2 separate regions of the Mus musculus genome follow, and region 2 is linked to region 1. Evidence: chromatin contacts called from public promoter capture Hi-C data. All regions are on one chromosome and are shown on one strand. Each heading gives the region's core, a stretch centred on a gene start, on an enhancer-like site or on the middle of the called end of the contact. The rest is flanking DNA. Distances are from core to core; before and after follow the strand shown.

Evidence for each region. Capture Hi-C pulls out chosen DNA fragments and counts their contacts.
Region 2: a contact with region 1 is called in a promoter capture Hi-C map of liver, with 3 times the contacts expected there. The contact joins the promoter of Dlx6 here to the promoter of Dync1i1 in region 1. A contact is called at or near these places in 5 of 39 promoter capture datasets (cranial neural crest, embryonic stem cells and hippocampal neurons), 7 of 484 Hi-C or Micro-C datasets (all in embryonic stem cells), 3 of 115 datasets of contacts at active chromatin or transcription factors (embryonic stem cells and stem cell-derived neural progenitor cells) and 1 of 9 other capture datasets (liver).

The regions. Positions count from the first base shown.
Region 1 is chr6:5,722,818-5,728,220 of GRCm38.p6, forward strand. It overlaps Dync1i1 (dynein cytoplasmic 1 intermediate chain 1), which reads left to right and starts at 2,822. Exons shown (of 17, transcript NM_010063.4): 1 at 2,822-3,119.
Region 2 is chr6:6,861,889-6,867,726 of GRCm38.p6, forward strand. It overlaps Dlx6 (distal-less homeobox 6), which reads left to right and starts at 1,446. Exons shown (of 4, transcript NM_010057.2): 1 at 1,446-1,939; 2 at 3,190-3,383; 3 at 5,153-5,441. The coding sequence starts at 1,492. The coding sequence ends at 5,404. The region is part of intron 1 of Dlx6os1 (distal-less homeobox 6, opposite strand 1); the gene reads right to left. Dlx6os2 (distal-less homeobox 6, opposite strand 2) reads right to left here and starts at 3,262. Exons shown (of 1, transcript NR_002839.2): 1 at 1,909-3,262.

The sequences.
Region 1 (5,403 bases), core at 1,572-4,071:
TACCGCATTCTACTTTCTTCTATCTTACTGGATTCAACAGAGGGTTTTTGAGGCTGCATAATACACACACACACACACACACACACACACACACACACACACACACATCTTCCATTTCTGGGTAGATGGTTGAATTGCTTCTACTCTTTGACCATGAGACAACAAAATGTTTCAATGAACATCAATGTTCAAATGTCTCTTCAATATCCTACATTGAATTCTTTTTGAGGAATAAAATGAAGTAACTAATATGACTAATTTTTCAACTGAGGGATGAACACTTGCTTAGCATACAGCGCCGGACATTTGTAATGATAGAACTGGACAAAAGCATGGAATCCTGTACTGAACTTCCAAGTGGTCTTTTCTCCCTTTTCTTGTAGATCCAATCTCCATCCTATGGATGCTTCCAGGTGACTCATCTCGGTTTGGGGGCTGTTTTGTTTTGTTTTCCACTCAAATGCCTTTAGTGGGTCACCAGTACACAATTTCAGCCTCTGTTAGGGCCCAGTTATACTCTTCATGAATTTGTCACTCTCAAACACAATGGCCTACTTACTGTTTGCTGTGTGCATTTCGGCTTTTCTCTGCTTTGGAATTTTATGTGTAGCAATGCCACCCTTCTTCATTTCTACTTTTACAATAGCTCTCTATTCAAACATCCACAGTCACAGTTGTTCTTAATTATATTTCCTTTCTCCTCCCTCATATCTTTGAGAATAAAGACTGTAGTTTCCTAGGTTTTGGATCATGTGACATGACTACCGCAATGGTTTGAAAGTAGTAGGCACTGGACACTTTTGTGTTGTAAAGACAGAAATTTGGCTTCCCAGGTGAGCTGAGTACTAAGGTAAATGTAATTTAAATCTCAGCTAGGCTGTTCAGGAGCTCTGGTGCTTTGTAAATGCTCGGAGACTCAAGGTCCTTTTGTAGACTATGGTTTTCAGGGTTATATAGAGGGACATAGTTGAGTAAATGGATATTGGATATGTATTAAAAGAAGATTATTAGATCAACTCAAATGATACAATGTAGGTTGTCAAACAATAGCTATCTTCATACTAGAGAAAACAAGAACCCACTTGTCTTAGTTAGGGTTTTACTGCTGTGAACAGACACCATGACCATGGCAGCTCTTACAAAGGAAAACATTTAATTGGGACTGGCTTATAGGTTCAGAGGTTCAGTCCATTATCATCATGGCAGGAAGTGTAGCAGCATCCAGGAAGGGGTGGTGCAGGAGGAGCTGAGAGTTCTACATCTTGATTCGAATGTAGTTAGGAGAAGAATGGCTTCCAGCCAGCTAAGAGAAGAGTCTTAAAGCCCACCCCTACAGTGACACACTTGCTCTAACAAGGCTGCACCTACTCCAACAAGGCCACACCTCCTAACAGTGCCACTCCCTGCCCAAACATATTCAAACCACCACACCAGTCCTGACCAGTTAAGGGGATGGATATTTCTGCAATCCTAGTCCAGTGCAAAGGCCTAGGGAGTTCCTGCAAAGCCTCTGGTCTTCAGCTCACTCAGGAAGGCTGGTGAAGCTGGCTTCTGATGTCTGCAAAGAATGGCAGCATAGCCACGGGTGAGGTAAGCTGGACAAGATGTTAACTATATAAATGCATTTGCGAGGATAATGGGAAAGTACTAGAAAGAAATAATTGGGAAAATGTTTCCCAAATTTACAGTAGGTCTTCCCTTTCAGAAAACCTAATCACAATAATGCCTAACAGGTGTGCCCAAGGGGATGCCTATTAGTTGATTTCAACTTTAGTCAGGTTGACAACCAAGAGTAAGCGTCACACAGCGCTCATAACATTTTGTCTACTCTATCAGGTAAAAAAATTTTAAAAGAAAATTAATGTAGAGTTGACCTGCATTGAGCATTTCCAGTCCATGGCAACAACATATATTGACTCATGTTATCTTTCTTTCTTAGGATATCTTGAATCTCTTCAACCTAGAAGCATTTAGCCTTAAGTCAACTATTTCTATGATCAAAAAGACCATCCAAGAAAACAAATCTGAAACAATGATAGATAAGACACTGTATTCATGATTGGATCTTATTTTGAAATTACTGTGACATTGGCCAACTGATAAAATCACAAATATTTGGGTATCTATGGGATGCCCCCCACATATATACTCTCTTATCTGCACAGTGATGACCAGGGTGTTCCTGCAAACAATGAAAAGCTCATCTACAAAGTGATGCCAATCCCACGCTGCCATACATCCTAAACTCCCTCCCTCAGCGCTGTGACAGCTAGGATGGTAAGCTTCGGGGAAGTCCAAAAGTGTTTCTCAGGTATTTTGTTTTGTTTCTAAAGCCAAGACATCAGAAAAGCAACGAGAAGCAAGCTACACACACACACACACACACACACACACACTGTAGATAACATATGTACATACATAGGTGTACCTATGTATATCTATTCGTATATGTCTACATGTGTGTATGTATCAATATGTATTTATGTATATATGATTTATATTCACACACATATGTGTGTGTGTGTAGATAGATAGATAGATAGATAGATAGATAGATAGATAGATAGATAGAGATATAATGTATAGGTTTGTATGTTTAACTGTTTGTGTATTTGTTTGTATATGTCTGAGGAAGCCTATGTTCAACCGTACCTGTACAGAATGGATAGATCTAAGCTTGTCTGTTTCTTTTTTAAAGACTTAAAGTTTCTCTGTCTGGGAGTGAAAGTTGCCCATGGAGAAAATCATCAGGAGCTTGGCAGACTCACAGCTCTCCTTGGCAGTAACTAAGGTGTGCGCTGCCTTCAGCCTAGGACTGACTGTCCCCGGGTTCCCTCCTCCTTGCCAGGCTGGCCCGAGGCGGTGCTGCGCTGTGCGGAGGCCCTCCCGCGGGAGGCGCGGGTGTGGAGGGCGTGGGCCGTGGGCGGGGCGAGCCCCGCAGCCCTGGTGTTGGGAGCTGTCAGTGTCAGGCTCAGGAGAGAGGAAGTGATCGCTCCGGGAGGAGCGCTAGCCTAGCCGCGCAGCGTGAGACAGCACATCCTGCTGGCGCGGGCCCGCTGCTCTCCGTCCTCCCGCGCCTCCTCCACGACCTCCAGTGAGCCTCCGCGTACAGCATTCAGGTAACCCATGGGTGGGAGGTCATGTCTATATGCAGCCACCTCTGAGCCCCGAGCCCCCGGCTACATCCGCAGGACACCGGGGAGCAGCAGGGCAGCAGTGACTGCTGCAGCCACCGCTGGGCACACAGCCTGGGCCCCTTTCCCCGTGCTCCTGCATACTGAAGCGCCCCAAGCTGGAGCCCTCCAGAGGCAGCCCTGGCTGCAGCTCCCCAGGAGCGGAGAGGTACAGGCAGAGGAGGACGGGTCAAGGGTGTCATCACCTTGTAGCCCACCTTGTACACTGGGAGAGGCGCATGGCAAGGTTCCTCACCTTGTTTATTTCTCCTCGGGAGCAAAAGGCCAGAAGCTGTGCTGTCCACATCCCCGTGGGCTACCAGCTCATGGCCCCTAGAAAGGGAGACCTACAGAGTGAGGGAAAGGATGCTGTCTGATTACATTTCTGAGCTGTCTGCAAAGCTCTAGGATGCTGTTGCTACCCGCCAAGTCGGAGGGGGCCAATGCACTTCCAACCGAGCTTTAATTAAACACTCATGCAAGATGCCAGTTTCTTTCTCTGCTGGATTAAAAAAAAAAAAGTGTGGCTGGGGATGTGTTTTGGTAAACACCTCCGCGGTTTTCCTTCCCCCACTCCCATCCAGAATTGCTCTGGCCACGTAAAGCTCTGAATCGTCACCAGAGCACTGATCCTGGCAGAGCTGGTAAGGAACTGAGTATGCGGGTGCCTCATGACTTCTACCTCGGTAAACCGGAGACTGAGAACCAGGAGAAAGTATCGCTTAGGAAACCGGAGGCTCAAGGAAAGGAGAAAAAAAAAAAAAAAAAAACCAAAAACCAATAAATATACCGGCTTTCCTGGACTGTAACCACACCTAAGGCAGGAACAAGTAGCCAGCCATTTTCTTGCTGGAGTTGTGTTTGGAATGAGCATTACAGACTTGATGCAGTTTGAAGTTGTGAAGGAATTGCTTCCAGACATTGCAGACTAGCAGGAAGCTTAGCTGACAGTGCAGCATGCCAGTGACAGTCCAAGATAGTCTTGGATAATAGCATGGATATAACTAACCTTCCCCAGAATAGTTTGTGCCATTGTGGAAGTTACGGGGATGGGGGGCATGCGTTGATCAGTGTTAGAGTATTGGCATCTTTGAAATGGGAACATCCAGTGCAAACTGGATCTTGCATCCCCTGCTGCCCCTCACCCCCCACCCTCCACCCCCCACCTCCGGGTCTTCTTGAGAATGTCTGTAATACTTCCTCCGTTGTTGTTGTTGTTTTTAGCAATGCCTAATTTGCTACTAAAGGTTCACTATAGGGAAACGTATTTAATTCTGTTCTAACCATGCTTCTTAGTGGAACAAAACCTGGCAGTCCTAGCACTAAGGCCGTGCTCTCTTCACTAGTACCAGCTCTTCAGGACTTCAGATCCAGGGAGCCAGTGGCTAGGAGATGCTCTTTTAAGAACCATCCATCACAATACTGGAGTGCCGAATGCACCCCTTTCCAGCCTGCCCAGGGTTGGGCACTATTTTCCTCCCAGAACATTTTGTGCGTGTCTGTCTTGTTTCAGGTTTCTGTCATCTGTGCACCTGCCCAGATCTCTGGGATGCTGAAGCCTTTTGCTCACTGGCTTCCTGAGACAGAGAGGGCTGCTTCGTGTCTACTGCCCAGTGCCTGTCTGACCCCTTTTTCTAGTGAATATATGCCACTGGTTGGTTGTCCATTAGATGCTTACTTGCATCTTTATGGAGAATCATTGTTGAGGTTATAGGCAGAGGAGAGAAGAAACTCGATACACAAATTGAATAGGGCAGAGTCACTAAACTAAAGAGTTTGTTGTGCTTCTTCTCTGGCAAGCTTTTTAGATGGTAGAAGTGACTCTCTGTTAGCATGCTGTCTGTTTAAGAGGAGGTACTGTGAAATTTCCCCTCGTACTTGTCTTTCCTAAAAATAATAGTCCTCTCGTCTACGTGTACTGAACTTTTCCCCTTGATTCCAGTGTTGATCAAGGCGTTCATAGGAAATTCACACACTCTGTGCATGTTCAAACAGCTATGTAGGCCAATGGTGCAGAATGAAGGTTGAGCTTTTAGTCACAGGCTGGTCACAACACAGGCGTTATCCTTTATCCTTACAGACTGGTTTTGTGTGTATGTGTGTGACTTAAACAAGCATCAAATGACGGGATCAAAGACATCCATGGAAAGCTAAGTATGATCTTCTCCTTCTGCTTTCTCCCCCTCACATTGTGTTCACTAACTATAGCCAAAGCTGACAGGAGCAGTGG
Region 2 (5,838 bases), core at 196-2,695, 1.1 Mb after region 1:
CCACCTCCCAAAATAAACCCAGTCCATAATCATTACAGGCAAATTGTTCTGAATTTTATAGCAGCAATTTGAACAAAGTACTGCAGTTAATCATGGGAGATTTTTGTGTATTCCTGATTAGAACTCTAATTGCCTCCTTCCAGAAAGTAAAAATAACTGTAAAACGACTCTATTTTTATCATTAACAATGTTGACAATAAAATAAAATCAATTGGAATTGTAATCGAGAGACAAATTTAGGACGAAGGCACTTTTACTTGGGTAGTTTATATTGTAATCAAGATTTGCCAAACCACTAACCGCATGTATCATTTGCATATATTTGAAAGCATTACAGTAGCTTCTGTTTTCAATAGGAAGAAAATGCATTCCTGTCAGCCCTCCAACGACTCTCGCTTTCAGAGCAGGCTGCTGCGTTCTGGGGGTAGTTGGTATTCCTCCTCTGTTGAGGGGGGGGGGGTCAATATATAGGAACTAGGGCCGAAAACAACAGGAATCTCAACAGAGCAGGGTCTGATTTTTCTTTCTTTACTATCCCCGACCCTTGCCATGAGTTGGAGCCCAGATATAGAGGTTTTTCTTCCATCAATGGCATTAATAAAGTACTTCTGGAAAAACCCACAGTGCAAAAGTGCTCCCTTGGGAGTAGAGTTGGGGTCCTGAGGGAGGGGGAAAGTCAAGTGAAGGGGGGGGGATCTGGTTTTAAATGCTAGGGCCACTGCTTCTGAACACAGGCAACCTGAAAGGGTGCAAATGAATTGAAAGCGATCAGCCTCCAGCCAGGCTATTCCGAGTCTCCAAGCCTGGAAACAAGGGCTTGGAGCAGGGTTGGAGCTTCGACAGGATGCGTCTGCAGCCTACCGGGCGCCTCCCTCCACCGCTGCTCCCCTTTAGCTCCGGGCGGCCCCAGGTTGCACCTCTGGGCTGAGCTTGTAGTTAGTTGCTTAAGGTAGGCGAAGAACTCCACAAGCAGCGCACACGCCAGTAGAAGCGGTGCGCCTGTGACGTCAGGGGGCGACTGACCAATAGGAAGGCGCTGCCCTTTGGAGACAAACCATTCGACTCGTGGCGTCTGCATCAAGTCTGAAAGCAGACGCGCAACTTTCGCAGAATCCACCTTAAAATCTCTGCTTTAAACTGCACCAGCCCCCAAAAATCCAAGGGGGGAAAAGCAAGGGGGGGGAGAAGAGAGCAGATTCCCCCTCCCCCCTCTCCTCTCCCATCCCTCCCCCTTCCTCCTCCCTTTGGGTTAACAAGGCCCTGCTCACTATATCTCTTTATATTAAATATATATATGTATATATTAGAGAAGAGTGAGGAAGAGAACCACCTCTGCCCCCTCCTTTAAATTTTTTTTTATTTTTTATTTTTTTTATTTTTTTGCAAGGATCCCGGGAGCTAAGGTGGCTGCAAAGGGGAGAGCGGTGCGAGCCAAGTGGGGGAGGGTGAAAGAAACCCGGGAGAAGGCTTTCTCCAGCCCCCAAAGTTTTGATGATGACCATGACTACGATGGCTGACGGCTTGGAAGGCCAGGACTCGTCCAAATCCGCCTTCATGGAGTTCGGGCAGCAGCAACAGCAGCAGCAGCAACAACAGCAGCAGCAACAGCAGCAGCAGCAGCAGCAACAGCAGCCGCCGCCGCCGCCACCGCCGCCGCCGCCGCAGCCGCACTCGCAGCAGACCTCCCCGGCCATGGCAGGCGCACATTACCCTCTGCACTGCTTGCACTCGGCCGCGGCGGCGGCGGCGGCGGCCGGCTCCCACCATCACCACCACCAGCACCACCACCACGGCTCGCCCTACGCGTCGAGCGGAGGCAACTCCTACAACCACCGATCGCTCGCCGCCTACCCCTACATGAGCCACTCGCAGCACAGCCCTTACCTCCAGTCCTACCACAACAGCAGCGCGGCCGCCCAGACGCGCGGGGACGACACAGGTGAGAGGCCGCTTAGGCAGCTAGCTTCGCCCGCCTCCCCACTGCCTCCGACCCCTCCCGCCCCGCTCACTTCCTCCACGCCGGGGCCTCCGCCGGCCCCCTCCTGCGGGCGGCCCCGTGCGCCCCCAGTCGGGCCCCGTGGGCTCCCGATCGCCTGGCGCCTGCCTGCCGGCCTCTCCCTGCCCGGCCCCTTCCCGCCGCCGTGGACCCCCGGCTGGCTCACCCCGAGGCCCGCTGGCTCCTCCGCCTCCTGCTTGTGGTTCCCATTGAGCCTCCAGGCTGTGCCCTAGCCTGGCTCTACGGTCCCCACTGCGCCCTCCAGCCCACCAGGTCTGTGTGCCCTCTACCTTGTCCCTTCCCTCTCTGCTGGGACCCGCATTTATCAGAACTGGAGACAATTCTGGGCCAGGACTGAAGGGCTAGTTAAGGCTTCCCATCTCAACGCTGGGAGAGCGGTGGCCTACTTTGCCTGGGGCACTTGGTGCCCCTTGGTGACTTGGAACGAAGCTGTTGCAGCCGATAGATACTAGTGACATTGGGTTTTGTCTTTTGTTTTTGTTTTGCTTTTAAAATCTTCCCTCGTGGGCTTTGAGGTGTCCCCCCCACGTCCCCAGACCTGGCTCCCTCTCTCTGGGTTTTCAGTAGTACTTTGGCTGCTCCTTTGTTCTTGGAAGTGAAGCAGAGGGCCTGGGGTTGATAGCTCTCCGTTGTCCAGAGAGTCTCAGCCTGCTCTGGAGCTGCTCTGAGCTCCTGGTTGTGTTCTGTGTCTGGGCTTTGATACACGCGAGCAGAATCATTTCAAACATACAGAAGGGACTTAAAGCACTAAGCTTGCAGCTGGGTGACACAAAACTAACTGGTCACATAAACAACCGGGTGGTTCTGGTATAGCTTTAGGCGTTGGGAAAAGCCAGGCCAAGAAACCGCTCTCGGGCCCAGAGAAGAGAAGCCTTACAGCGCCACGGACTTCGGAAAGCGGCCTGCGCTGTCTCCGCTGTTGCGGAGCGTCTCTTTTATGCCCCGGGCTTCCTAGATTCGATCCACTATCATAATGCATTGTTAGTGTTGGAGACACGGTCGGAGGGAAGCTTTCACAGCCTCTGGGGGCACGTGCCCACAGTGGTATAGCGGGGATATTACGAGGAACTCTTTTTAAACTTGGGAGAAACTCCTTGCCAGCCTTGTCACATGAAGGGAGAAGGCAGTAGTGGCCTCGCGGGTGACCACTCCTCTGTGTCATTTGCTTACAGATCAACAAAAAACGACAGTGATCGAAAACGGGGAAATCAGGTTCAACGGAAAGGGGAAAAAGATTCGGAAGCCTCGGACCATTTATTCCAGCCTGCAGCTCCAGGCTTTAAACCATCGCTTTCAGCAGACTCAATACCTGGCCCTTCCCGAGAGAGCCGAACTGGCTGCTTCCTTAGGACTGACACAAACACAGGTAATTCCCGGGAAGCCCAAGTACCCCTGAAATGCTGGCCCTGCTTGATAACCGTGCAGAGAGCATACCAGGAGGAATTCTTGGCCTAGTCAACCAAGGATGGAAGGAGCTAAATGACAAATGCCCGTGCTCCAGTTGTGCACTTTCCTGGGATCACACAGTTTGGAACAAATGACATGGTATTGAATACTGAATTGGATTTGCATATACACCAACCCTCTGCGACCCCAGCTGAGCCTAGGATCTTTTGGTGAACAAATTCAATCAAATCTTATTCCAGAGCAGAATAACACGAAGTAGAACAAGTGTGTGTGTGTGTATGTGTGTGTGTGTGTGTGTAGTATCCAGCTAAGAAGCAAAATAAGGCCTTTCTTAAGGACCCTTTAGTGACCCTTAGGAATTAATATTAATTTCAACTCATTGTCATAGGAAGGAAACTTATGAGCTGAGACCAGGAGCAAAAGTTAGACTCTAGCAGCTTAATAAAGACATCCATGTGTAAGCCATTCACTCCGGGATGGGTAAGACAGGACTTTCTGAAGATTGCATTAAGCTCTGTAGTTGAATCATTCTGGTACCAAATAGTGCAGGCTGAGGTACCTCCCTGGAGCACAGAACTTGACAGAATTGAGAAACAAAGAGAATGTTCCCCAAATCACGGCCTGGGACACCACAGATAATAAACAGTCCTGCTGACCTGAAAAGTATACTGGACATTTCAGATTTCACAGAAAGGGGCCCATAGGTGAGTATATCAGCCTGCACTCAAAAGCCAGCAGTCAAGAGAACTGCACGGGATGCTAAGGCCTCTTCTGATGGGCATCATCTTCATCCAGCAAGGGTCTAATAAGACAGTAGCCAAGACCTTACAGAATGGTGTCTTCAGGCCGCGTCCCTGAACTCTTCTCACTTACCCTGGTTTCTACTGCATGTTGCCACTGAAAATGTATGAGGTTTGCTATGAAAGGGCTCTAGATGCTCCGTGACTCGTATTCTTGGGAAAATAGATTCTGGAATTGTAAAGGTAATGCTACATTGTAGGTTTCCTTTCATCTAGAGATTTGGGTTGTTGACTTAAATAAGCTGCCAACTTAGATTCCTGATTCTGTAGTTGTCAGAAGCCTTTTGACTTTTAGTAGCTACCCCAACAATCATGTGATGATTGATGACTTCTGTTTGCTTAAGCAACATAGGAGGTAGATAGTGGGGGTTGATGCATTTCTTAATCCTTGCAGGACTGGAGAAAGAGATCCCAGGCATATGCCATGGTGTGTGCACGATGTGCATAAGTATGTTCAAGGTATTTTGCTATGAACATACAACCTTTAATCAATTCATAATCGTTTACTACTTGATATGCATAGCATAATAAATGTGGGGGGTTGGTGAATATAAAAAATGGAATAGACCAAAGGAGGTAAATTTAGTTGTACAATTGTGAGCCAAACTCTATTTCACTTAAAAGTCCTTTGTAAAATTTTGGGTCCACTGATCTCATTTTATTTCTTTCTAATTTTATGCTGTTACTTTAAAAACCCCAGGCTATAGGATTAAATCCAGGAATCACAATAAGACATCTAGTAGGCCTAGAGTGAAGGGATGGAGATGGTTTGAAAGAGGGGAATGAGGGGGAAGGGAAGGGGCTTCTTGGAATGGTAATGGTTGTTTTGTTTGCTTGTTTGTTTGTATATTGCTTCTTAAGTCTGGGGTGACACTGAAGGCACCAGTATGATGTTTATCTGGCCTGACAATTACTACATGTCTTGCAGGTGAAGATATGGTTTCAGAATAAGCGCTCTAAGTTTAAGAAATTGCTGAAGCAGGGTAGTAACCCACACGAGAGTGACCCCCTCCCGGGTTCAGCAGCCCTGTCACCACGATCACCAGCCCTGCCTCCAGTGTGGGACGTTTCTGCCTCTGCCAAGGGCGTCAGTATGCCTCCCAACAGCTACATGCCGGGGTATTCACACTGGTATTCCTCACCACACCAGGACACCATGCAGAGACCACAGATGATGTGACTTCTCTGAGTGAACGCCTACGGAGCTTCTGAAGGAGGCAAGGAGGATCCAGGACTCTGTTGTATCTGCCAAACAGCCTAAGCATTGAGCTCAGAGCAACTGCCCTGTGATCTCTCTCTCTCTCTCTCTCTCTCTCTCTCTCTCTCTCTCTCTCCCCCCCTCCCTCCCTCCCCCTCTCATCTCCTCTCCTTCCTTTCTCTTTTCCTCCCTTTCTTTCCTTGTTTTTCATCCCTTTTACTCGCTCTTCTTTATTTCTTGCCTATCTTTCCATCCTTGCTTTCTTCCCCTTCCCTCCTCTTCTGCAATTTACTGTCTTTAGTAACCTTAATAAGTAACTTTGTAATAAACACACACACACATACACACACACACACACACACACACACACACACACACGAGAGAGAGAGAGAGAGAGAGAGAGAGAGAGAGAGAGA